Linked DNA regions of Mus musculus: regions 1, 2 and 4 are each linked to region 3. The links are chromatin contacts, called in public promoter capture Hi-C maps. All regions are on one chromosome and are shown on one strand. Each heading gives the region's core, a stretch centred on a gene start, on an enhancer-like site or on the middle of the called end of the contact. The rest is flanking DNA. Distances are from core to core; before and after follow the strand shown. Region 1 holds the start of Cst3 (cystatin C). Region 2 holds the start of Cd93 (CD93 antigen). Region 3 holds the start of Abhd12 (abhydrolase domain containing 12). Region 4 holds the start of Napb (N-ethylmaleimide sensitive fusion protein attachment protein beta).

Region 1 (6,458 bases), core at 52-2,551, 2.0 Mb after region 3:
CTGAGTGAACATTGGTCCTAAATGTTACAAATATACACAGACTCTAAAGGATTACTATACACATTAAGGAATATAATCTGTTTCCTTAAGAGTTATTATTATATATTGAAATTACATTTGATAGGTTAAATAAAACGTATTAAAGACTTCAATATTTGGGTTTTGTTATCACTGATTTGTCTGTTTGTTTTTTAACAAGAGGGTCTCACTGTGTAGCCCTGTCTTCTCCTCCTCCTCCTCCTCCTCCTCCTCCTCCTCCTCCTCCTCCTCCTCCTCCTCCACCTCCTCCTCCACCTCCTCCCCCTCCCCCTCTCCCTCTCCCTCTCCCTCTCCCTCTCCCTCTCCCTCTCTCCCTCCCTCTCCCTCTCCCCCTCCCTCTCCCTCTCCCCCTCCCCCTCCTCCTCCTTCTTCTTTTTCTTCTAAGATTTCACTGTGTAGCCCTTGCTGGCCTGGAACCAGAGATGTAGACCAAGCTGGTCTTGAACACAGATCTACCTACTTCTGCCTTCCATGTACTGGAATTAAATACATGCGCCATCATACCCAGCCTCATACCGTAGTTTTTAACCTGTCTACTAGGAAGCATAAAAGACACATGGGTTCATCTTAGATGGATATACTGGGCAGCCTGTTACAATATCCATTCGGGGCTTGGCCTCCTGTGGTATCTCCAGGCCCTAGAGTGGCCTGGTCTAGGAAGAAGCCTAGGATGGTTTCTTTAAGGATAATGAGTAGTTACACAGAATGCTGCACACTTCCCCACTCCCCCAAGATCAATTTATTTTCCTTTGACAAGTATCTTAGGACAGGGCCTTCAGGAAAATGAAATAATAGCCCTGCTCCGAGCATTCCCACATAGTGACCCTGCTCTCCATCAAGTGATCGAGGCTGAACTTTGAAGATGCAGGAAATTAAAGACTCGTTGCCCTTTTCCTTTCTGGAGAAACAGGGTTCAGATGTCACTGGCATTTTAGGGTCCAGAGAGCAATGACCAACTTCTCTGGTGAAACCACACTTCATGAAACAGGGAACTTGGAGTAAAAGGGGAAGCTGTGGAAAAGGGCACAGAAGAGGAACTGGTAAGAACAGAAAGCTAAGAGTGAAGAAGGAAGGGAGAGGCGGGGCAGGGATGGGGGAGGGGAGGCTCAGCAGGGAATGGGAATCTGGCAGCTCTTTAAGAGGTATCTGACCTACAAGGCAAGAACAGACTAGCAGCTGACTGAAGCAGAGGGAGGGCGGGGCCGTTCGGAAGAGGAGGCGGGGCCCGCTAGGGGGCAGACGGAAAAGGGAGGGTGGCCGCCGGAAAAGGAGGAGCCAGGAGAGGCGGGCGGGTCCCTAACGCTCGCATTTGGGTAAAAGTCGCACGGAGTAGCAGCGTCTGTTCTGCACCAACTCAGAGTCTTGTTGGAGCTTTATCCCTTTGTCCTAGCCAACCATGGCCAGCCCGCTGCGCTCCTTGCTGTTCCTGCTGGCCGTCCTGGCCGTGGCCTGGGCGGCGACCCCAAAACAAGGCCCGCGAATGTTGGGAGCCCCGGAGGAGGCAGATGCCAATGAGGAAGGCGTGCGGCGAGCGTTGGACTTCGCTGTGAGCGAGTACAACAAGGGCAGCAACGATGCGTACCACAGCCGCGCCATACAGGTGGTGAGAGCTCGTAAGCAGGTACGTGTCCCTGCTGTCCCCTGCTCTCCCGACGTCTCCAGGCCGCTCCCACCCAGGCACCCCTAGCTAGGGCGCGGTTTGCATCTGCAGTTGTTAATCAACACCTTTGCTTCTTATGGGAGCGGTCCTCTCTCTTCCTTTCTTCTCTGGTCTACTCATTGTGTTAACATTCATCTTTTGTTTATTCTGGAACTCAGAAGAGCCCAGCGGGTGGGCCTCCTAGCTCTGTTTCCAAAAGGCCACCCAGAGAAGGTACTAAGGATGTAGGTCAAACGCTCCCTGGGCGGAGCTCACCTCCCTTAGCCGCCTGGGGTCAATGTCAACTGCTAATGATCTGGCTTCACTTAATCGCGCTACTTGAAACTCATTCTGACAGACGGCAGATTTCACCCCATCCTTCCAGTAAACACTTGGCCATGTTCCAATCTCCTTGCTCTACTCAGGAGCACGTGTACGTGGGTGTGTGTTTATAGTCACTTATTTTTGTGTATACTTTCAGAGTCAACACTTCCGGAAAACAAGGGCATTCTCTACATACCCAAGATTCCATTTGGAAAATTGGGAACCCACGAACACTCAGGTCCTTCACTCAAAGTCTCAGTTTGCTGGTCTCCACTATGGACTCTGCTAGCAAGGGCCATTTCTATCCAGTCTGGCAGCCTGTCTTTTTCTCTGAGCACTGCCTGTGCTGCCTTGCTGTTTTGGTAGCACTGTAGAATGGTCCAGACAGCTGTGGTGATCAGTCCTGTACCACACAGTCAGGCTCCCTTCAGCCATGACTCGGTTTGTGATGGGTGAACCTCAAAGCTAAACAACCCCTTGATGCTGCAGCCGTATTAGCTTGTACACAGTGTGGCCAGGGCACATTTCTCAGAAGGAGCCTCTATCCTTAAGGGACACATAACTGTGTAGATTGGTGTCTGAGTTTCTTGGCTGTCATGTTGGTGCAGGTCACCAGGCAGGTCCCCTTGTGTCTTCTCAGAAGGTGCTGTCTAGTTGTTCTAAGAAGCCTTGCTTCCCTCTTCTTGTGGCCCTGGAATATCCTCGGGATATCCCTCAGGGGTTTTGCTAATTACCCCCCAAGATAGCTCTAATCACCCTCCACCCACTGAGTAGATGGACAGACTACCTTAGACTTAGACTCTGACAGAGGAGCTAGCTGCAGGAGCTGCTAAAGCCCCAAAGTTGACCCAAAGGAAGCCCAGGTTTTAGACGACAAAGAGTTGTATGCCAGTGTGTAGAGCTCATTTCTACCTTCTCTTGAAAATACAAACGAGTTAAATCCTGCTCCATTTTTTTCTCCTGCTGCTGGGATCAACCTTGAGAAAACTCCACTTCCCAGCTGCCTTGGACCTTGAGGGCCAGTGCACCTCTTAATTGTGGCAACAGATGGAGCAAAGTATAAGGAGTTGTAGGTTCTTTGGTCTGCAGGTCTCCTTTAACTAGTAGGAAAATCAGGACATTCTCCCAAATCCAGAGCTGTTTTTGGTCCTGCGGGGCAATCAATACACAGAGCCCTGTACCCCTCCACCCCGACCTATGTCCCTCAGTTTGTGCTTCCCATTTCTGACAAGTTGATCTGGTGTGCCCCATTATGGGGAGAGGGATAAGTGCTATTCTTAAATTGCAAATGGAAGACCTACAGGGAAATGACATGCTTGAGAAAATTCTGGAGAGTCTCTCTGAAGGAGAAATCATTTAAGAGTGCTCTTCCCTCTGACTTGAAACATCCCCGTGTGTGAAGCATCCCATGTCCTCTTGTCCCTGAAAGGAAGGAGTCCTAGGTAAATAAATATGTTCTCTCTAGGCTGTGTATGGGGAATGGCTGGCTCTCCACCAGTGCTGTCGTGTCTGAGCCTGAGGAGCCACAGTCAGCAGAATTGAGTTAATCCCACACTGCAGCCCAGAGCCTTTGCTTATGCTCAGAGAACAAACCTAGGCTCCTAGAACAGCCTTCCCTACTCACAGAAAGGTTTGTCAGTGCTAGCTTCTGCCTTTTGTGTTCTGCTTCTCCTCTTAGTCAGCTACATATGACAACTTGTCAGAGTTGCTCAGAATAAAACAATTGCCAACAGAGCCTGGGGCGCTTGTCTGTGGGTGAGATTTCTGGCTGCCTATGAATCCAGGCATAAGTCCTAGGTAAACACTTCGGGTCTGTGATGGAAGGCAGCTGTGTGGAAGTCACTTGACTGCACTGTTCAATCCTGCTCTTCTCACTGTAGCTCGTGGCTGGAGTGAACTATTTTTTGGATGTGGAGATGGGCCGAACTACATGTACCAAGTCCCAGACAAATTTGACTGACTGTCCTTTCCATGACCAGCCCCATCTGATGAGGGTAGGTACTTGATATCAGCCTAAGGGCAATCGTGCAGGCAAAAGTTAATAATGGTGATTCATAAATGGATACAGGTGTTGGGCACATGTATGTTCATGCCAATGCAAATATGTATCCCTATAGGGGAGGGGTTTATTTGCACATGATTAATTGCTGAATTAATTTTTCCTGGGAATTGGGCTATTGATGTTCAGTTATCCCTACTGAGCTAGAAGCAACTGCAAGTATTCTTGCTGGGGAGAAAGGCTCTTTTTAATCCTAGCCAGAGCCACCTGCCAAGACCACATGAAAGAGAACAGAACCTATTTAATGGTTGGAGTCTTCTGTGCCTCTTCTACCATGTCTGCAGGGATGTGACACCATGGTTGTGGTGATAGCTACATTTTCCTTATCATCCTTCCCTATACCTTTGCCACTTTTAGAGATGTGTCCTATGCCTGGGCTTCTTTCCTGGTGGCCCTCTTAGTACTTAGGTGGAGGGCTCATGGGCCCTGAGCCTTTTCCACTGCCTTGACCTCTAGGGCTCCCACACCTTAAAAGGCTACTCCTTAACAAGCTGTGCTGGGGCTGAAGAATATGGTCTTGTGGAACCAGGAAAGGGGACACATACCATCCAATAATAGGGATGAACAGACCCTGCTAAGTGTCCTGGGACTCAGAAGGGAGAAGGGTTTAGCTTCCATCATTGCATACACTTGTTCCATCATCCCGGAGTGGGTATTTGTCTTTGCTGTAGCTTCACACTGATTGTTTCTCTTTGTTCCCTTTTGCAGAAGGCACTCTGCTCCTTCCAGATCTACAGCGTGCCCTGGAAAGGCACACACTCCCTGACAAAATTCAGCTGCAAAAATGCCTAAGGGCTGAGTCTAGAAGGATCATGCAGACTGTTCCTTACTTGTGCTCCTTCCCTATAGTGTTTCATCTCGCAGAAGGGTGCTCCGGCTCTGGAGGGCACCGCCAGTGTGTTTGCACCAGGAGACAGTAAAGGAGCTGCTGCAGGCAGGTTCTGCACATCTGAACAGCTGTCCCCTGGCTCCACTCTTCTTGCAGTACCTGCCATGCCTTGCTCAATTAAAAAAAAAAAACTCCTTTGGCTCTGTTTGAGTTGTTTCTGTCTCAGGATAATGCAGCAAGGAAACCCAGAAAACAAGTGTGTGTGTGTGTGTGTGTGTGTGTGTGTGTGTGTGTGTGTGAGAGAGAGAGAGAGAGAGAGAGAGAGAGAGAGAGAGAGGGAGAGAGAGAGAGAGAGGGAGAGGGAGAGAGAGAGAGAGAGAGAGAGAGAGAGAGAGAGACCCAGAACCCACACAGCACCAATTCCTATACTATTGGGCCTGGGTCACTGGTGTCTATGGGGTGACAGGGATACTCCCAGCCCTTCTATGCCCTGATATAACACAAGTCTTTTCATGCAGCTTCAGGGGAGATTTAACCCAAATGAAACAGACATAAAGTCAATTCCAACTTACAAGTAGGGAGTTTTAGTTAATATCACCTTAGTGCCATGATTGCATAGATCTGGGGAGGCTACAAGGTTGTATAAAATACAAGTCCTCATATCCTATTGCTCAATGTCCATCCCCATGTCCTCCAATGTAAAGGGGAGTAGCCAAGCTACTGGGACCTGTGTTCAAATCACAAAGGAGATCAGAGCTGCATTAGGAAGCTGTCTTCAGGCCACTGGTGTGAACACTAAAGGGCAGTAGAGGTCCTTCAGTAAAAGCCAAAGCAAAGCCCGAAGGGAAGGCAGAGCCTCTCTTCTTGGTGACCTATTTCCTCTGGCCTTGTAGGCAGGCTCTTCCTCCTCTGATAGTGATAAATTAATGTTCTTGAGGTGAGAGAAGGGAAGACTCAAGTAGAGGGTCTTGAGTTCCAAGACCTGAGTCTAGGCAAGGTTGGAGAGTTAGTGTCCTTATTGCCCAGGGTCTTCAGCAGAATGGTTGGCTCAGTATTAAGGGTCTTGGACAGCCCTGCCCACAGGAAAGTGTGCACATGTTTTGTCTGTGTTACTGTGTGTTGTGATAGGTTTATTACTTGGTCCTGAAATTCACTGGTGGTCCTGACGTTCAGGTGTATGGTCTGTGTCTCTGCTGCTTGACTCTGGATGGTGTGTGACTCATCGGGTCATGGAGAAAGTGAGATGATAACATGGTAGGCTAGAGCAAAACCAAGAAAGATGCAAAGTTCCTGCTGTGCTTTCCTAGACCCGACCCAGGGGAAGCAAGACTTCTCTGAAGGTAAGCCCATCTTCCCCAAAGCCATGGGACCATGTGGGGACAGCAGACATTATCTAGCTGGGTCTTTCTGATACCTTGATCTACAACATAAGAAGCAGGTTAAAATGTTTCTTATCTGTGAGTGAAGGCAAGTCATTACACAGCAATAGTACCTAGGGTGCTCCCTATCTCTCTCTCTCTCTCTCTCTCTCTCTTTCTCTCTCTCTCTCTCTCTCTCTCTCTCTCCCT
Region 2 (6,953 bases), core at 2,085-4,584, 2.5 Mb after region 3:
GGGCCCTTAGAGGCATCCCCTCCCCTGAACCTTACCGCATCTCTATCAAACATATCCTGGTTCTTTATTCTGTCTTATAAAACACAACAAAGCCTTGTTTTCATCCGTTATACATTTTCTGTGAATGAATCACCACCTGCTTCCCTGCATCTGTTAGGTTTTCAACCTGGGCCTGCCCTGTGTTTAGCTGCTGGCTCTGTGGAATGTATTGACCCTCTGCCCAGGGACACCCTGATTTCTGGCTCACTGTTGAAATGTGTCCTTCATCACCAAGGCAGCAGCTGCTGAGGTCACTGGGGCCACCCTGTTTCCCATCATTCTCTTGCGCCTTCTCCATTCTATCTGCTACAAGGCTCATAACACAGTGCAGCCCATGCTCTCACCACCATGTTGGTGACAATGCTGCCAAGTACACAGTAGGTGATCATTGTGCACTCAAGGAAGAAGAAACCACAAAGGCATACACAGGCACCTATGGATGGTAGGAGATGCTGTGGGCTACACTATTACATAGTTTGTCTCTACACCTCCAGGAGGGAGAGAGAGAGAGAGAGACAGAGAGAGACAGAGAGAAGCCAGATAAATCCTGGAATGACTTCTAAGCAACAAACCTGCTGCTAACTGAGACTGAACTGATCATTCCAGTTCCAGTGAGATGTGAGATACCTTTTTAAAATCAATTCAGAAAAAAAGCTCAGAGTACTCAGCAAGACTGCAAAGGAGAAATAGGGAACTATAGGCTAAGTCTCGCCAGGCTTGGGATTGTTCTGGAACAGTCCCCACATTCTTTTCTGGTCCTGGAAGCCCAAGTTTGCATGCTGACCATCACCTAACTCCACTTCTCAGTGTCTACAAAAAGTTCTTATGTTATCTCTTCAGTTTTCCCCAAAGGATTCCAAAGAAAATCCCAAATCATTTCATGTCCTGGGGCTCTACTGTCTTCTGTATCCTGCCTCCCATGCCTCAGGCTCTAGGCTCAGTGCAACCAACCCCTTGTCCACAAGGCCATGGTGTATATTCTTTCCCACATGTGCCCCATTCTTAGATATCTTCCCCTTAGAACATTGTTTCTTAATCTGTGGTTGCGACCCTTTCAGGAGTTAAGTGACTCACAGGAGCCACATATCATATATCCTGAATGTCACATATTTACATTATAATTCATAACAGTTGCAAAATTACAGTTAAAAGGTAGTAATGAAAATAATTTTATGGTGGGGGGGGTGGTCACTGCAGCATGAGGAAGTGTATTAAGGGGTCACAGCATTAGGAAGGTAAAGAACCACTGCCTCAGAGTCTAACTCCGTTGCCCTTTTTATTCCCTTCCGTACTGCCTACTTCCCACTACCAGCTTCGGATTCTGATAATGGTCTTTTCTGCCACCCCTTGCTTTGCCTTATGTTGCCTTCAATGAAGTGAATCAATACTGAATTGTTCACATTTGTCACTTTTTGAAATCATGAAGGTAAGAATACCTCCCTGTAATTAGTGTTTAGCCTGGTATCCAATATGAAAAGTTATTAGACTGGTAGATGGCTGAGTAGATGGATGGATTAGTGCATGGCTGAGTAGCTAAGTGGATGATGAGGTGGATGGAATGCTATGGACACCTGAGAAAAGGTTTGAGTGAATTCTTGGGAATCAGGTCTTGTTAGTTCTGAACTCCAGATAGCATTCCCCTAAAAACCTGCCTAGACAATATCCTGAACCCCAATAAAAGCTTTGATATCCTCTCTTCCTCTCTCCATCCTTCTCCCCCCTTCCTCCCTAGTCTCCCCCTATCTTCTCTCTGTCCTTCCCTCTCCTTATTTCTCTCCCCTCCCTCTCCCTTTCAGTGTTGCCATAGTTCCCCACTTCCCACTAACATTGAGATCTGTGGTAACACAAATCTCTTAATTCACATGTTCTTTTGGGTTGCTTCCTCTTGCAAGTCACGACCACACTCACAACCGTGGGCATCTTGGGAAGAAGAAATTGCATCTAATAAAGAAAACAAAACAAAACAAAACACCCCCCCACCCCACCCCAAAAAATCTATCAGGACATTTGCCCGTGTCAAGCCCTGCCTCTGGAAGGGGCATATGATCTGGCAGGCCAAGACTAGAAATTGCAAAGTGACCTCAAAAGCAAGTGAGAGAACAGTGTAGCCAGCTGCCAGCAATAGAGGAGTGAGTGCTCAAGATCTGCCCAGAATCCTGCCTCAGCTGGATCCTGCCTCCACTGGGATGACTCTGTGAAGTGGCTTTTAACCTATCTTAGGAGGCTGGGCTCATTAGCACACTTGTGTGGCCTCATTCTGTTACTACTTTCCTTTATCTCTTAATCTAACACTTTCTCCAAAGTGTTAGACTCTGAGTCTAGCTGGGGTCAAGTAGAATATGGTGGTGGTTGGGGACAGGGGCAGTTAAACGTAGTTTCCACCTTCCAGTGGCTAGCTTTGATTGAGACAGGCCTTGGCCCAGGTGCTGTGAGCTGTAACGCCTGCCCGGGTGTTGATTCTTACATCGTGATTTTGAGCTGCAGCCTCTGATTGTGCTCCTGTGCCTTTGAACTCCGCCTAAGCCTTGGGTTAGGGAATATGACAAGGCAGGCCAGGTTCATTTTCCCATCTTTCTGATCTTTTGGGGACCCTGACACTTCATTTATAGTGCACTAGGAAACCCTGAAAACTATTTTCACCTTTTTAAAAAATATATATATTCTCATGGAGATTGACATTGTTGGAAACCCAGAAATTCCCACAGCCAAAATCCTATTTAAAAGCTTCCTGTCTATTTAAAGTTCATGATGGGAAGAATAAAAGAAAAAAACGACTCCAAAAACAGAGACAGGGTACAAGATAGGAAAAAAAAGCAGATCCAGTTTGCTTCTAAAAAAGGCCGAAAACTATAATCTTTCCATGCCCTTGTGTCTCAAGCGTCACATATTTTTCTTTCCCTTCTGGTGGTTTGCAATCTGAAGTGGAATTTTATCATGGGTTACTTGGATGATACTTTTCAAGTCTCTACCCTCCCACCCCCCAAAGTCTCTGCTCACTGGACAGCATGCCACTGGGGCTCTTTGTGGTATGGGAAAGTGAACGGACTCAAAATAAAGCAGCCATATCTCTTGGATCCTCTGTGTTTCCACAGCTCTGAGCCAGAGACTGCCCTCTGAACAACAAAACCGTGATGAAGGCAACAGGAGTCAGAAGGCTATTCATGGCAGGAAACCCCAGCATCCGGTGAGAAATAAGAAGTAGGAGAGCACAGGATGCGCCCTGGGTCAGGAGGACGTGAAAAGCGAGTCTTTGTAACCTTCTCAATGCCAGAGCTGTGGTAGTGTGAAAGCAGCAGTGCGCCTCTGCTCCCTTCAGAGCACAGCCTGGTGTCAAGGTCCAGGTTCCACCGGCTGCTGCTGTCACCGCAGGGGAGTCTAGCCCCTCCCAGAAGGAGACACAGAAGAATGGCCATCTCAACTGGTTTGTTCCTGCTGCTGGGGCTCCTTGGCCAGCCCTGGGCAGGGGCTGCTGCTGATTCACAGGCTGTGGTGTGCGAGGGGACTGCCTGCTATACAGCCCATTGGGGCAAGCTGAGTGCCGCTGAAGCCCAGCATCGCTGCAATGAGAATGGAGGCAATCTTGCCACCGTGAAGAGTGAGGAGGAGGCCCGGCATGTTCAGCAAGCCCTGACTCAGCTCCTGAAGACCAAGGCACCCTTGGAAGCAAAGATGGGCAAATTCTGGATCGGGCTCCAGCGAGAGAAGGGCAACTGTACGTACCATGATTTGCCAATGAGGGGCTTCAGCTGGGTGGGTGGTGGAGAGGACACAGCTTATTCAAACTGGTACAAAGCCAGCAAGAGCTCCTGTATCTTTAAACGCTGTGTGTCCCTCATACTGGACCTGTCCTTGACACCTCACCCCAGCCATCTGCCCAAGTGGCATGAGAGTCCCTGTGGGACCCCCGAAGCTCCAGGTAACAGCATTGAAGGTTTCCTGTGCAAGTTCAACTTCAAAGGCATGTGTAGGCCACTGGCGCTGGGTGGTCCAGGGCGGGTGACCTATACCACCCCTTTCCAGGCCACTACCTCCTCTCTGGAGGCTGTGCCTTTTGCCTCTGTAGCCAATGTAGCTTGTGGGGATGAAGCTAAGAGTGAAACCCACTATTTCCTATGCAATGAAAAGACTCCAGGAATATTTCACTGGGGCAGCTCAGGCCCACTCTGTGTCAGCCCCAAGTTTGGTTGCAGTTTCAACAACGGGGGCTGCCAGCAGGATTGCTTCGAAGGTGGCGATGGCTCCTTCCGCTGCGGCTGCCGGCCTGGATTTCGACTGCTGGATGATCTAGTAACTTGTGCCTCCAGGAACCCCTGCAGCTCAAACCCATGCACAGGAGGTGGCATGTGCCATTCTGTACCACTCAGTGAAAACTACACTTGCCGTTGTCCCAGCGGCTACCAGCTGGACTCTAGCCAAGTGCACTGTGTGGATATAGATGAGTGCCAGGACTCCCCCTGTGCCCAGGATTGTGTCAACACTCTAGGGAGCTTCCACTGTGAATGTTGGGTTGGTTACCAACCCAGTGGCCCCAAGGAAGAGGCCTGTGAAGATGTGGATGAGTGTGCAGCTGCCAACTCGCCCTGTGCCCAAGGCTGCATCAACACTGATGGCTCTTTCTACTGCTCCTGTAAAGAGGGCTATATTGTGTCTGGGGAAGACAGTACCCAGTGTGAGGATATAGATGAGTGTTCGGACGCAAGGGGCAATCCATGTGATTCCCTGTGCTTCAACACAGATGGTTCCTTCAGGTGTGGCTGCCCGCCAGGCTGGGAGCTGGCTCCCAATGGGGTCTTTTGTAGCAGGGGCACTGTGTTTTCTGAACTACCAGCCAGGCCTCCCCAAAAGGAAGACAACGATGACAGAAAGGAGAGTACTATGCCTCCTACTGAAATGCCCAGTTCTCCTAGTGGCTCTAAGGATGTCTCCAACAGAGCACAGACAACAGGTCTCTTCGTCCAATCAGATATTCCCACTGCCTCTGTTCCACTAGAAATAGAAATCCCTAGTGAAGTATCTGATGTCTGGTTCGAGTTGGGCACATACCTCCCCACGACCTCCGGCCACAGCAAGCCGACACATGAAGATTCTGTGTCTGCACACAGTGACACCGATGGGCAGAACCTGCTTCTGTTTTACATCCTGGGGACGGTGGTGGCCATCTCACTCTTGCTGGTGCTGGCCCTAGGGATTCTCATTTATCATAAACGGAGAGCCAAGAAGGAGGAGATAAAAGAGAAGAAGCCTCAGAATGCAGCCGACAGCTATTCCTGGGTTCCAGAGCGAGCAGAGAGCCAAGCCCCGGAGAATCAGTACAGGTAAAGTGCCATAGGTTACTTGGGTAGCTGGGCAGCCAGATGTAGGCCTGGGAGGCACAGACCACAGAACTGAGAGCAGAGACAAACAGTCAGCAGGCCATTTGTTGTTTAAAGCCAACCTCAGCAGCCCAGTCCAAAAGTGCCTATCTGTCCTATGAGTTCATGTGGAGTAGCGGCAAGGGGACCAAGGATGCAGATATGGCAGAGTTCCATGGCATCTCACACTGTAATCTTCTGTTTTCCACAGCCCAACACCAGGGACAGACTGCTGAAGACTATGTGGCCTTAGAGACAGCTGCCACTACCTTCAGAGCTACCTTCTTAGATGAGGGGGAAGCCACATCATTCTGAATGACTTGACTGGACTCTCAGCAAAAAAATTGTGCACCTTCCACTTAAGAACCTGGTGGCTTGGGATAGGCAGGTATTTTCTTGGTGCCTTTGATATGTCTGGGGGTGAAAGCTGTGTGTTGGTTTGTCATTGTGGGGAGTTTTGTGGATATTGACAGACCTCACTCAAACACCCTTTTCAAATCCAATAGCAACTGGTTCCTCTGGTTCCTAATTAGGGGGAAAGGAGTCAGAGGGGTGGGACAGGGTGGGGGGATGGGGCTTCAAAGTTTTTTCTTATCACTTGATTTATCATCGAAGGAGTTACTGGTGCTAATTACAATGGAAACAGTTCCTTTCCATCACAGGACAGACAGCAAACCAATTTAAAACTACTTAACTAGGTGAGAGTGCTCTACCCTTCCTATAGGGACTTTTTCAGGATGGCTGCCTTTGTGTACATTTGCCTTCTGGCATTTCCCCTTCACGTCCCCCCCCCCCCCCCAGCCCCCTTGGTATTGTTGAAACTGTCAGAATGAGAGGAAGTTCAACCAACTGCTTAGGGAGTAAGCTGGCAGGAAGTTTAGATATTGTATCCCCTCACTCTTAACTTTCTGATAGCCTTGGGTTTATGGGCAAGCAAAGTTACAAGTTGGGAAGTTGCTTCAAGTGAGTGAGAGGTCTTGGTAAAAGCATAATCCAGAGGGGGAGGCAGGAGGGGATTGTTTTAACAGATATTTGAATGAAAATATCAGAATGAACTGATGCTAACACACACCTGATTATTGAGAAACAATAACAAAACTCCTAGATTCATTTGTCTTTGCGCTAGCACAGGCCCCAACTCCACTGCAGGGCACCCTGTCTACCTTTATACTGTCCCTAACTGGAAGCTGGTACTGTAGGCTCAGAAAGCCTTAGGAGGCTTTCATTCTGAACGTAAGGAAAGGATGTGTGAGCCAGGTGATGGGCTCTATTTTAAATGCTCCCATTTAAGTTTACCTTAGTCCACTTCACAGTTAAAAGTACATCTGGAGGACTTGAGCCCTATCTTGTTGGCGTGACACATACCAAACCAAGGATTAGTCATGAAGAAAGTTCTCTCTCTCTCTTTTTTTTTCTTAAAAAAAAAAAAAAGGAGATAGAGGGGAAAGGGAAAGGGGAAGAGAGAACAGCTAAAAAATGTCCAGCCTTTAAAACTGCTTAGAGCCATCTTATGATTGACATGTTTATTTCAAAGTGTCCATTTACAAAAGTGTCCCTTAAACT
Region 3 (6,412 bases), core at 2,545-5,044:
AACTAAAAAGGAAAGGGCTAATTTCAGCTTGCAGTTGTAGTTCCATGCCATAAAGGGTATTCAGGGCAGGAACTCAGAGATCCTGGAAGAAGGCTGCTTACTGGCTTCCCATGGCTTCCCAGGCCTTGGGGTGACACTCCCCTTAGTGGTCTGGGCTGTCCCAAGTCAATTATTAATTAAGAATACTCCTACAGAGTGGCCAAGCGATTCTGATGAAGGCAGTTCCTCAAGATTCCCTCTTCCCAGATATAATTACGTTTGTGTCAAGTAGACAAAAATTCTCTAACCTTCACAACCCAAGATAAAACCATACCATAAAACCTACTTGTTTCATTCACACCCACACCCACCCCCTTTGAAATTGGGTCTTACTGTGTTGACCAGGCTGACCTCAGAGTCATAGAAATCCACCTGCCTCTGTCTCCTGGGTGCTGGAATGAAAGGTGTGTGCCACATTGCCTTACTATTTAGCTGATTTTTGAAAAAAGTGTTAACGTCTATAAAACAATAATAGATTTTTGTCTTGTTCTTTTGCAAATGTAGCTAACAAGACTGTTAGAGTAACTGGACAATGTTGAGAGAGGTGTTTCAGAGAGAGGTCCTGAGACAAACTGTTCTTCAAGTGAGAGCTTTGCTACTTATCAATTCACATACAGTATGGTAGGGCTCTGAAGAGGGGTACTTCGGTTCCACCAAACTAAGCAGAGATCCTAGAAAAAAAGTTGCAGAGGGAGGAGGTGGTCCAAAGCCACAAGGTAGTAGGCATGGAAAGTACCTCATGCTACATGCTAGCTGCTTAAAGTCAGTTTGCCTCTATTTCTGGGTCAGCTGGGGAAGGCAAGATTTTGTGACTTCAGAGTCAAAGCACTGGTCTGTCATATTCCTGTAGCTGTTCCTGGAGGAAGGGAGGCTGCTTGGAGTGTGGCGTGATCTGTTAAGGCTGCAAACAGGACAATGCCCCCACTTTAAAAAGAAACCACTTGTTGAGGTGTTTGTTGTGCCTCATGTCTGTAATGCTATCACTCCAGGTGCTGAAGCAAGAGTATTCCAGAGAGTTCCAGGCCAACCTGGGCTAGAGTATGAGACCCTGTCTCAGAAAGCAACAGATAGGTAAGTAGGTAGATAGCTAAATAAATAGGGATTTTCTTTTTATGTCAATTAGGGATACTTAGGTACTATAGTGTCTATTAAACTCTCAAAATACTGCTATAGGATTATGATTCACAAACCAGTAGTTTCATCCATGTCTAGTTTCAATTTCAGCTAGGAGGTGAGTCTTTTATTGACCTTTAGACTTCTTTACTTTTAAAATGGGAACAGTAGAATACCCATGCGCAGCCTTGATGATTCTATCTTTCCTTCAGCAAATATTTATGAAGTGTGTACTATGAGCCAAGCATTGGTCCGGATACTGAAGATAATGCAGTAAACAAGGTCCTTTCTTGGAGTCTATCTTGCAGTGTGGAAAACATCAATACAGATAAAGATGTATCAATGTCAAGTATTTTGGTGCTACGCACTAGCCAGGATAAACCCAGAAAGGTGAACGCAGCAAAAATGAGAAGGTCTGAGAGTTCTGAGTAAGTGTTCGGCAAACATAACTCTCATAGGGCAGGGGTGTAACTCTGTAGATAGTAGGCTTTAGGAAGGCAGGGTTTTTCAACAAGAATCAAAGTGTAAAGGTCTTGGGGAGGGGCTGTGTAGCTTTGTGAAGGACCATGAGAGAGGCAGTGATCCTGGGAGAAGTTTGATCCTGAGAAGTGGGGCTGGAGCTCTGTCAGGTAGGCTATTGTAGAGCCTTTTGGATACAAGCTTCCAGTTTTGAGAGAGGTGGGAACCAACCAAAGGGTTTTTAGTGACAGATTCAGTTCTGTGGCAGATGTTAGACAGAAGGAAGCAAAACAAAAGTGAAGGCAAGAGGCCTCTTAGACCTTTAAGGAAATCCAAGTGAGGAATGATGGCTGTTTGTTTGGTCCAAGGTGGGGATTGGTGGAGGAGATAGGAACTGGTTAGAGGCTGGATTTTTGATACAGGGCTGATGTAAAACTTGATGACGGGTGTGGTGTCATAAAAAAAGAAAAAAAAAAGGAAAAATCAAGGATGAAACCAGAGTCTTGACTCCAAGAAAGCCAAGGATGGAGTTCCCATTCATTTCTTGGGAGGGAAAGGGGATGAGCTAGGAGGGTTGAGTGCCTATTAGACGTCAACAAGAAGTAGAACATTTGATAAAGAGCCTTAGATCTAGAAAGGGTATGACCCAGAGATACAATGGGAGCGTACCCAGTGTGGAAGCATATTTAAACATTAGGAGACCAAGAGATAAGGATCATATTGACAAAATCTAGCTCTACACCCTCTCTGTCTCCTCCCTCCAGTTCTTCCCCTCCTCCTCTTCTTCCTCCTCCCCCCCCCCTCCTCTGTATAATGGAACCCCAATCCTCAGGTATACTGAGGAAATGCTATCACTGAGCTATATTCAGCTCTTTTTATTTGTGTTATTTTGAGACAGAAGCCGCTAAATTGCCTGGGTTGGCCTCCAATCTGCAACCCTCCTGATGTCAGCTTCTGTAATAACTTCAGGCATGTCCTACCAGGGCTATTTGTTCTTTTGTTTTTCTATAAAGATTTTATGACTGATAGGTCAAAACTATCTTTAAGCATTTAATTTCCTTTTTGAATATTCAAATCTATAGTACTATTTTGTTGATGTTTTAAAGACTGTAGATATTCATACAGTATGAACATAGGTTATAATATAGCAAAAATGGTAAAGAAATTCTTGAATTGCAAGTTGTAACTATCATTACAAAGGCAACAACATAATCCATTACATTTCTAAGTTCCTATTAAATCTTTATCAGTTGCCAATATTTTTCAAACTGATTACATGCATGTTGAAATTACAAAAGTAACTCATTAGTAAAATGCATGCTATATCAAACAAAACAAAAACTATTAAAAGCTACAACGTGTCCTTTCATTTTTTTTCAGGTGGATTGAATTATTAAATTTGGATGTCAGAGTGCAAATTCCTCTTTGAAACGGATTTCCTTGCCTTCTTACCAGTCCTAATCGTTCTTATGAAGATCCAAACTTTAATAGAAGACTTCAAAGCATACGCAGGCAGTTCATTTTCTTACATTCAGCGAAAGAAAAAGTGAATATATGGGAGGCAGAGGCAGGCGGATTTCTCAGTTCGAGGCCAGCCTGGTCTACAAAGTAAGTTCCAGGACAGCCAGGGCTACACAGAGAAACCCTGACTCGAAAAGACAAAAAAAAAAAAAAAAAAGTAAATATAAACTTGTTTAAACAATACATTAGCTACTGGAGTCTCTCTCTCTCTGTAAAGCTTTTTTGTTGAGTATATCAAATCTAGAGAACATCTGGGGCTCTAGCTTTTTAGGGGCGCCAAATGCCCTAAAGAGGGAGTAGAGAGAGCCTATTTTGCCCAGCAAACGGAGCTAGTGCCCTCAAGGACTCCCTAGCACCCTCCCCATTCGGACCACTTAGATCTTAGATAGGGCCTGCCTCAGTTCGTAGGCAGAGGGCACCTGAGTTGCACCTAAAGCAACCCAGCAGGAGAATCCAAACTGGCCCTAATCCGTTTCGTAAACGCACTAAGACCCTTCAGACTAGCCCTGCCCTGAAAATGACCCGCAGTTTCAGCTTATTCCGCCCTTCTCCAAGATGGCTGTGGCTGGCGCTGGGGATGCTGGGCGCGCTGCTTGTGAAGCGGAGCTGCCGGGGGCGTGTCTGGGGCGGGGCTTCCTGGACTCGTGCGCTGATTGGCCGCGGTGGCCGACCGGCCTCCGGCGCTGGTCCATAGCGGGCGCCGCGGCCTGGGGCTGGGATGTGACCCGCAGTGGGCTCCCGGCTCCGGGTGGTGACGGCTGTGAGCGGCGGCGACTGCAGCGAGGTCGGCGCAGGCGGGCGGGCGAAACCAGGGCGCCGAGAGCTGCTGCCGACAGGGCCGCGGGATGAGGAAGCGGACCGAGCCCGTCACCTTGGAGCATGAGCGCTGCGCCGCCTCAGGCTCGTCCTCCTCCGGCTCGGCCGCCGCGGCGCTGGACGCCGACTGCAGCTTGAAGCAGAACCTGCGTCTGGCGGGCAAGGGGACGGCAGAGCCGCACAGCGCATCCGACGCGGGCATGAAGCGGGCGCTGGGCAGGTGAGATGCGGTGCAGACACGCGCGGGCCCCTCACCTGGAGGGCAGGTAGTCCCAGGCTCCCACCTTCAGAGATCTGCTGCGGGAGCATCACACGGTTCCATCCTCCCGGCGTCCTCTTCGACCCTTCTAAAGACTACCTCCCCTCGTCTGGCCCGCAGGGACCGTCCAACCCCATTCTTTCCTCCAAACATCTGCCTCTGGAGCTCTCCTTCAACCCCCATCTCACCCTCCCACCCCCTCCACGAGCTGCTCACTAACCCACCCAGCACCCTGGCTGGCATCCTTATCAGGTTAGCCTGCAGAGATACTTAGTGGTTGAGTCCATAGTAATCAGGGGCCCAGTATTCCTGACTGGCTCTGGAAAGAGTCTCCCGAGGAGTTTGAAAGGCTGCCCTTAAGAAGAGGACCACGCAGGGTGAACGGCAAGACCAAAGACCCTGCAAGTGCTCTTAGCCAGTTCACCTGCTTTGCCTTGACCGTATATGGAGCTCAGTAGCAACTCTCCTGTCTGGTCCTTCCCTTCGCTAGCTAATCGCAGGTCAGAGCTGCATTCACCGACCCCCTTTCAAGGGTTAAGCCGTTTTCAGAATCCAAAGGAAAGGATGGATGGATGCATCCATTCTCAGCTGTTGGAGAGAACTGGTGGTTGTCTATGCAGGTAGTTAGTTACAAAGCACTTGAAATCTGCACAGGAATTGGTCATTGAAAATTACTCTGTAAGGTCCTGGAATCTTCTGGGATTGGTCGGTGAGTTAGACTTGCATCCTTCTTTTAGGATGGAGAAGAGGCAGTTATGTAAAGCTGATCTCAAAATTGAGTAGCCTGTTTTATATAGGAATAGGTTTCTTTCCCTCTATCTGGTTTCTTAATTTGATAGTTTGTAGACTATTATCTCTGTTGGCAGTTTTGAAGCCTTGATAGTGTATGACCAGAAATATTAGTTTGCAATGTTCCTAAGTCAGGAGTTGTAGCAGTCATTTCTTTTTGCATCAATTGATCGTTTGTTGTATATGTTAAACATTTACCCAAGAAAGAAAATCAGAGCTTGAAGCTCTGTGCTTAAAAGATCATGAACTTCAACTACCGAGATCTTTAAGTCAGTGATTCTCCATCTTGCAGAAAGACCAGAACTGGCTGTTTGTAGGTAAAATTTACTACCAGAGCGTGGGTGAGATTGCTGATCTGGGGAAGGCTCCTGCCATCAGGCCTAATGACCTGAGATCTATCCTTCTTGTGACTTAATGGTGAAAGGAGAGAACTGTCTCCCATAAGTTGGCTTTTGACCTCCATGCAGACCACCTCACATACATGCACACAAAATAAATGGATAGCATGTAATTAAAAATGAACTAGCAGGTGATCAATCTTTTGAAAGACTTATGTACTCTTTACTTTGTCTTAAGAAAAGTTTACCTTCTTTAAAATCCCTTGATAATTCGATTGCACTTTTATTCATATGCTTTGCATATAGCTTAGATAACTTAGAAATTCTTTCGTTGAAAAAAAATCAAATTGCTATGTACAGCCATGTTTGGGAGGCCAGCAGGAATACTGCTCTGACACCTTCCTTGCATTAAAAGGACCTGATTGATATTGTAGTACAAAGAGAATCATTCAGATGGTGCCCACATCCTCTGAATGAACAGAGGCTTTGGGGGAATAAAGCATAATGAAGGAAGGCCAGATCGGACCGGACCATTACTCCATAGTTGTTTTCCCCTGTTGCCTTGGCCAGGCTTTCTGGCGCTTCACTCAGGCCAGCCCAGCGCAGCCCTGTTTACCGTCTTACTTACCTGACTTTGTAACGCATGAATACTTGTTGAGTTGTTTTACCTGTCTCCTCCCCAACAAGAATGGAAATGCAATGAGAGTAGGTTGCTCTCTCCACCTCTGCATTCCCAGGGCATGCCAAGAGATAGCAAACAAACAAACAAGCAAACAAATAAAATTTAAAAAGCCCGTTGAGTAAGTGAGTATCTACGGAATAAATTCCTAGAAGTGGAGTTGCTGGCCGGAGGGTGTGTTGATAACTAGCAGGTAAAGCCAAAGTCCGCACTGAAGAATTAGTACTGATCGTGACCTCTGTCAGTGTAGGTTGCCTGCTCCTAAGACATTTGGACCTTGCTTATTTCTTTTAACTCTTCTTTTTGGATACTTGTAGCGACATGCAAGTGGATAAAATCTTCTGATGGCCCTCTATCTGTCACACACTTTTAAGCTGTCACTGTTTAGCATCTAGAATC
Region 4 (7,125 bases), core at 3,246-5,745, 2.2 Mb after region 3:
CTATGAAAGGGAAGCTTATTGACAGAGATGGACCCAAAAGTCAGAGGCCATGTATTTAACCCTAGCTGGAATATGTCAGTTCATTCGCATTTTTCACCACTTGGGATATGTTCAGAATGGTTGCAAAAACATCATGTGTTAACAAGTAAGTGAATTTGTAAAGATAAAATCCAGGAATAATAAGGACTGGCTGTATCTTCAAAGTCAATTACTGTAATGCGAGTAAGTCATCGAAACCTCAGCTCTTCCCCACTGGTCATGAAGTACCGCTGGCATTCTCTTAATTCAACTGGGGGCAGGGTGTTCCAGATAAGAGCAATTCCCTTCATTTGCAAGACAGATGTGAAAATTTTTGTGAAAGCCCAATTTCACACAACTCAACTATGCTCCACGGGAAAGAGTTATATAAATCTAATGTGCTCAGCTATTGGTAGTTAACAATAACAGTCATGTCTCCTGAGTGCTTTGCATCAAAGATGTTCCCTCTTAGCTGATGTCCTAAAGCCTTAGCTCAAAGAAATATAAACTACAAATCTATATCTTGAAGACGTCTAAGTTTAAGTTTAGATGGGAATGCATATGTTAAAAGTGAAAGAGGAATTGGGGGATGTCTCTATGGATCAGAAACTTGTGGTACAAGCAATAGGATATATTTAAGGAAACTGCTAAATCATATCTATAAAGTCCTTTGGGTGGATATTTATAGCATGTGTTACTTAGCAGGAAAAGCTACTTCCCCCCAGTACACACACACACACCTGCCACACAGATTCACCTCTCCCACAAACTCATATTGCTTTGAATGTCTTTTGAAAATTAATAAAAGACATCATTAACTAGTTTCTAGTTATGAATGCATTGCTTTCATGATTATGGTTAAAAAGCCTTCTGGATAAGCTCTGTTTTTCCTGCCTATTAAAGTAAAGCACAATGTTTTAGGAGTGGTGTGGCCTAAGGGGGATTATCTTGATTGTGCCGATTAAACTGGAAGACTCCCCCATTGTAGGTAGCACCATTCCACAGATAGGATAATGGGCTATATGAGAGGCAAGGGAGAGGAGAACAGGTAGTGCTGGAGTCTTACTCGCGTTCTCGCGACCGGCCAGGAAAGACGCAGCAAACCGGAATCTTCTGCGGCAAAGCTTTATTGCTTACATCTTCAGGAGCCAGAGAGCAAGAGAGCAAGAGCTCTATTGCTTACATCTTTAGGAGCCAGAGCGCAAGAGTGCAAGAGCGCAAGAGCAAGAGCTCTATTGTTTACATCTTTAGGAGCCAGAGCGCAAGAGAGCAAGAGTGAGGGCAAGAGCGCAAGAGCGCAAGAGCTTTATTGCTTACATCTTCAGGAGCAAGAAGCAAGAGCCAGAGCAAGAGAGAGAATGGCGAAACCCCGTCCCTTTTAAGGAGAATTATTCTCCGCCTAGGACGTATTACTCCTTGATTGGCTGCAGCCCATCGGCCGAGTTGTCGTCACGGGGAAGGCAGAGCACATGGGGTGGAGAACTACCCTTGGCACATGCGCAGATTATTTGTTTACCACTTAGAACACAGGATGTCAGCTCCATCTTGCAACGGCGAATGTGAGGGCGGCTCCCCACACTGGAGCAGCGTAGCATTTATTGCCCTTGTTTCTATTGTAGATACTGTGACCAGATGCTTGGTGCTCCTCCACCTTAGTTTTCCTTCTCTGATCGACCAAGACCTTGAACTGTGGGTCAGGATTATTATCTCCCTTAAGTTGCTTTTGGCAGAGTATTTTCTCAAAGCAGAAGAGAAATTAAGGTAAATGTCCTGGAAGAGGGGGCTGATACCCTAGCAGACTCCTTAGGGTAGGAAGGGTCACCAGAGGTGATTCTATTTCTCAGCTTGGGGGTCTCCAGACATACAACATGGTCAGCACTACCAGGGTGGACCAGGCTGTTGACTGACTTCCTCTAACCTATCTGTGGTGGCTTAAAACTGCCTTTAAGGTCAGCCTGGCCTATGTAGCAAGCTCTAGGACAACCAGTATTACAGAGAGACCTTGTCCCAGAAAAAAACAAAACAAAACAGCAAACAAATAAACAAGGTTGAGTCCCTCTCATCAAGAAATATCATCCAATTCCCCTCCCTGTATGTAGGCTAGCTTTACCTCTTTGCTTCGGTGTAGAAAAGTGTCACACCATTCTTTACTGTTGAGGCTTGGTTATAAAAGGTGGCCCTACTCTACCTACAACTCTAGCAACAGGCAGATGGCCACATCCTCTACTCACGAACGTCATTTTCTGTTAGAACTGGGGATTTCAGATGAGTTCAGTCATGCCTCTATGTTGGAGACCATACCGTGAGAAAAAGCCTTTCACAGTCTCCCACCCTGACAAGCCAAATGACCTTGTGCTAGGAGCTGCTCATCACTTCCTTCTCCCTGTTCCCTTTCTGGCACCTGAGGCTGTAAAAGCTGAATTCTTCCTTATCTCTTCCTGATTCCCATGACATCCAAGGACACGAGTTACTTGCTGAGCCCGGACTGACACCCAAGGCTGTTAAGGAGGATTCGAATTCCGGAGATAAGACGAAGAATGCCTGCCACCTGGAGCCTGACTTCGGCCTTCATGTCCCCAGATGCCCACTTCTTTGTTCTTTGTTAATTCCCCCTCAATCCCTCCCTATTCCCCTCGATGTATGCTTTAAGAACCACTGTTTCTGCCTAATAAACTGAGACCTTGATAGGAATCCCTTCTTGGTCTCGGCTTCTCCTTTCTCTCCCTCCCATTTCCGCCCAGGTTTGCAGTCCCCCTCGAACCCACGAATAACTGAGTCCTGCTGGGTGGGATAACCTCTATGGACTGTTTGATATGGAGAGTGGGCCTTTAACCTTCTAATCTACTCTTCTTTGTATTCACTCAGCTTGAATGTATCCGGAATGTCCATTGAATAGGATGTGCCCAGAGCCACTGTAAGGTAGGTGCCACAGTCTGAATGAATGAGCATCCATTAAAGGCAGATGAGTGAAATGTCTGGTTTTTGAGGTGTGCTTTGGGAGAATGTATTCTGGTTCCTTTTCATCCAAAGCTTTAGAATTTAGAATGATTAACTCCAGAATAGGGTAGAGTGGAGATCTGGACACCAAAGACTAGTGGCAGAGGGATCAATATTTCTTGACTATCCTGCAGAGTTGTTCCATTCAGCCAGGGTTGGGAATTGCTCTGATCAACACACTGCTGCTGCCCATGATGCTTAGGAGTTGACTCAATCCACCAAATTCCCCAACTGACTCCTTTTCAAATGCCAATGTTGGTTCACTTTTTGCAATTTTTCTCTCTTCAATCCAACATCCACTGCCACCTCCAATTTCCTACCTCCGTCTACCCTCCTGCTCCAAACTTGCAAATCAGTTCTCCAAAGTGAAAAAAAAAACAACAACAAAAAAACAAGCTCATAGTAGTTGTAAAAAAAACTATGCACCAAGAGCCGATATTCCCCTCTATCTTGAGAGCATCCTGCTATGGTTGGATCATGCCACACTGTGACATCAGTTTTGGTAGCTTGTTTCCAGGAGTTTAAACGCTCTTGCTATGTTCTCTGAAAACAGGCTTCATTTTCTTAGACAAATTCTGCTTGCCAGTTCCTACAGCGTATTCATGAAGAGTTTTAAATCATCAGAAACTCTCATTTGGCAGTAATTCTATTTGCTGCACCACCTAAGAAGTAGCACTGCCAAGCATAAATGGTCTAGACATTGTATTAAAAAACACCTCCCTCTGGGACAGGCCTAGAAGTCACTGGCACAGGATTGCATCTATCTATGGATATTTAGTAGATTAGAAGTCTTCCTGGCAGACAGGAATTTTGTCAAGATCCACCCACTATAGCCAGCATTATGTAAAGCATAAGAGAGTTCACTGGCTTATAGCCATTTAATAGAATTCAGTCAATAACAAGAGTAGATTGTGCCTACAGGAAAGATATGCAATCCATTTTTAAACAAGAGGACCAAATGGAAAGTTGTAGTTTGGGGACGCTTAAAATCAACTCTGAATTTATATTGGGGATGATGATGCATTTTTAATGTCTTGCTGTCAGAAATTAAAAATAGCTCTTTAGGCCAGCTGTTGCTGCTTTTCTGGCAGAGTTGGGAGGTGGGGCACCACATGGTTGACTAAATTGAGCTGAACTGCTGCATTAGATTAAATTTTGCAGTATTGCTTGTAGAGTGTCTCTCTGTCTCCCTCTCTCTGTCTGTCTCTGTCTCTATCTCTGTCTCTCTCTCTCTTTCTTTCTCTCTCTCAACCTTGAAGTCTACCTCCAAGGGTCCAAGGCCCAAGACCCCTCCAGAAGGCCACGCCCCTTCCCCCTCCTCCAGGGAGTCCGGGAGAACGCCCGGCCCTGCCCAGCAGCCTGCTGGGAACTGTAGTTGTGGTCTCTGACAAACTGGCATTAAGGTGGAATGTAGGACTACAGATCCCGAAAGGCCACGCGTGCCGCGCCTGCGTGTCCGCACCTGCTGGAGGGAGGGCTAAGTCGTCCCGGGAGCCTAGCTAGTCAGCAGAGGAGGCTTTGGCTGCAGCGGGTGACATGGACAACGCAGGGAAGGAGCGAGAAGCGGTCCAGCTTATGGCGGAGGCCGAGAAGCGAGTGAAGGCTTCCCACTCTTTCCTCCGAGGGTTGTTCGGGTGAGCGCCAGAGGTCTTGCCCTTAGGGGTCTTGGTGCCCGATCCCCTGCCCAGCCGGCTGCCACCGCAGAGTACCCCGCGCAACTGCTTAGGGTTACGGGATTCCCAGTGGCCCACGCTCTGTTTTGGGTCCCGTAGCATCCAGGGCCTCATCGCATCCCTTGGGCCGTGTCTGGGGTGTCTCTCCAGTCAGCACACACTGCAAGCCCCAGAACCTTTTGGGGATCCTCAGGCCTTGGACACCCCTCACCCACACCCGGAGAACCTCTAGCTCACAATCCCCAGGCACCCTTAAACAACCCAGAACACCTACGCGTCCTCGGAGATCTCTGTGGTCCCCCAAGTCCCATGCGTCGCCAACGGTCCGGTGCTAGCTCCAGGGTCCGCGCCAAGCTGCCTCTTCAAGGATGCCACCCCTCCTGGTGGACCAGATTTATTCATTTCCCCTGGTTGGGCCCGTAAATCCCCCGGGGGAGCCAGGACTGTGAGGTTCTGGAATTCAACCTGGAGTTTGGCAGCAGCTGGTGGCTCGTGGGGAGCGCGAAGTCTGCGCCCCTGTATCCCGGGCACTTGCCCGCTGGCCTTGGCTCAAGGGCCTTGAAATCATATCCTCCTTGGTGTGTTTTTCATTTGCCAGAGTGACTTGTATCCGTAGTTCAGGCTTCCCGTTTGATGAACTGTATGTAACATTGCTCCTTTTTAAAGTCAGAGTATCCTTTGGGAATCCCGTGATTTTGTTAATTCTTACATATCTTGGTAGGGAAGGGTTTGGTTTACATTCTGAGCTTTCAAAAAGCAAAACCTGCCCTGAGAGCTTGTGGAAGAATTCTGGGCTGTTGATTATGCGAATGATTCAGCTGTTTATGACAGCGGTAGAAATTACGTGTGCCTCTTCTTTTTTTTCTCCCATTTGAAAGTGAAAGATCTGTACCAAGAACAGATTTTAATTATCGAGAGGGACTAGAGGTACATACTAAACTGCTGCATTGTGAGACGCAGTTTCTGTAAAAATTCAGTATAGACACTTAAGTGCTGAAAATGTACCCAGTGAACTTTGACTTTTATTTTTACTTCATTCATCTGACTACTAATTACATTAATTATTATATAATAGTTTAATTGAGCCCCATTATGTTTGCATCTCCAGGAAATGCTTAGAGTCACATTGATACAGTTTATGGTACCATGGTCTGCCAAGATAGAGAAGGAGACCATGCTTGGAGACCCCTAAGGGCATTTGTCTCTGCTAGTTCTTAAATTTCTCATGTAATATGAAGCTTGGAAGTGTAGGTGTAAGTTATAGATACTGCTTCCTCTTTCAAAGGGACAAGGAGCATTGCAAGTGCCAAAGACTAATTCTTGTCTGAGTCACAAAACACACACTGGATTGCATTCAGTCTGTGTGAAATTTAATGGCAGAGTAGCTCACCTTGGGAGATGATGTTAATACACATTCCACATCGGGATGTGCTTCCTTGAGCCAGTTATGGACATTTAATTTTGGTCAAGAGGAGCACTGTTTTGAGGAAACTATGTCAAATCTTGAGACACTCATCGGAAAGGATTTTGAGGAATCTTTATTTCTGAAGAAACATCTTTTGGGCCGTTGCTGCCCTGTCAGTGGCAGGCCAGGTAGGAAGACTTTCATTTCCCATCCACGCTCAGTTTGTGTGGAGTCACTTAGAAACAGCAGTCCAGGTTGTTACCGTGGGGTTTGGAAAAGGTTAGCTTTGCTTCTTTGGGCCTCAGTTTCTTCTGCTATAATCCAGTGTGTCTTGTGATTAATAATCAATGAGTTTATAAAATACTTAGACCTGTGGAGGTTGGAAATGGCTGTGGCATGATTATCCACATACTTATCAGAGCTGGCAGTCCCTCTTATCAAAGAAGCAGAAGGGCAGATGGATTGAGTTTTATGGGATTTCAGAGCCAAAAGTGTGGTCACTAGCTTAAATGAATAAATACCTTAAGAGTCTTAGCCAGGTTAAGTGTCCTTTGCACTCAGGACTGGGAGGTTTCTAGTCATATTTGGTTCTGAAAGCTTAGGAGAAGAATATGTAGAACTTCATATGATCCATTATAAGTATATAAGTATTTGAAACCCCAAACTAGACCTATTTCTCTTTTAGTTACAATGGTCCTGTGGGTGTGCTATTGCAAGCATCTGTCATCACCTTACACGTTGCCCTGCCCCACCCCTCTTTGGTTCTATCCCTCATTTACGGTAGTGTTATCCATCCCCATGTGAGACTCTCAAGTTAACAGGGAATTAATCATGGCAAGTATCATCGGCGCTCCTGCTTAAGAGATGGACAGGTGATGATTTAAGGATGTGTCAGACATTTAAAAAGGCATTTGGCTTAATGCAGATGTTTCACGTCACTGACTGTTAATCTCCTAACTGCAGATTAAAGCGGAGCTTGACTCCATCTCCTGTATCCCAAACACCGCTTTTGTGATATACTTTGTTCTCAGT

What was found. Promoter capture Hi-C pulls out the DNA fragments that hold promoters and counts their contacts.
Region 1: a contact with region 3 is called in a promoter capture Hi-C map of pre-B cells, with 3 times the contacts expected there. The contact joins the promoter of Cst3 here to the promoter of Abhd12 in region 3. A contact is called at or near these places in 10 of 39 promoter capture datasets (the C10 cell line, the HPC-7 cell line, cranial neural crest and 6 more), 2 of 484 Hi-C or Micro-C datasets (B cells and CD4 T cells), 5 of 115 datasets of contacts at active chromatin or transcription factors (astrocytes, bone marrow-derived dendritic cells, embryonic forebrain and 2 more) and 2 of 9 other capture datasets (adipose tissue and liver).
Region 2: a promoter capture Hi-C map of the C10 cell line shows a contact between it and region 3, with 6 times the contacts expected there. The contact joins the promoter of Cd93 here to the promoter of Abhd12 in region 3. A contact is called at or near these places in 2 of 39 promoter capture datasets (the C10 cell line and pre-B cells) and 1 of 9 other capture datasets (liver).
Region 4: a contact with region 3 is called in a promoter capture Hi-C map of hippocampal neurons, with 5 times the contacts expected there. The contact joins the promoter of Napb here to the promoter of Abhd12 in region 3. A contact is called at or near these places in 6 of 39 promoter capture datasets (cranial neural crest, hippocampal neurons, liver and 2 more) and 1 of 115 datasets of contacts at active chromatin or transcription factors (astrocytes).

Annotation. Positions count from the first base shown.
Region 1 is chr2:148,870,355-148,876,812 of GRCm38.p6, reverse strand. It overlaps Cst3 (cystatin C), which reads left to right and starts at 1,301. Exons shown (of 3, transcript NM_009976.4): 1 at 1,301-1,660; 2 at 3,883-3,996; 3 at 4,770-5,091. The coding sequence starts at 1,436. The coding sequence ends at 4,853.
Region 2 is chr2:148,439,916-148,446,868 of GRCm38.p6, reverse strand. Cd93 (CD93 antigen) reads left to right here and starts at 3,334. Exons shown (of 2, transcript NM_010740.3): 1 at 3,334-5,354; 2 at 5,602-6,953. The coding sequence starts at 3,445. The coding sequence ends at 5,626.
Region 3 is chr2:150,902,113-150,908,524 of GRCm38.p6, reverse strand. It overlaps Abhd12 (abhydrolase domain containing 12), which reads left to right and starts at 3,794. Exons shown (of 13, transcript NM_024465.3): 1 at 3,794-4,168. The coding sequence starts at 3,978.
Region 4 is chr2:148,729,790-148,736,914 of GRCm38.p6, reverse strand. Napb (N-ethylmaleimide sensitive fusion protein attachment protein beta) reads left to right here and starts at 4,495. Exons shown (of 11, transcript NM_019632.3): 1 at 4,495-4,649. The coding sequence starts at 4,552.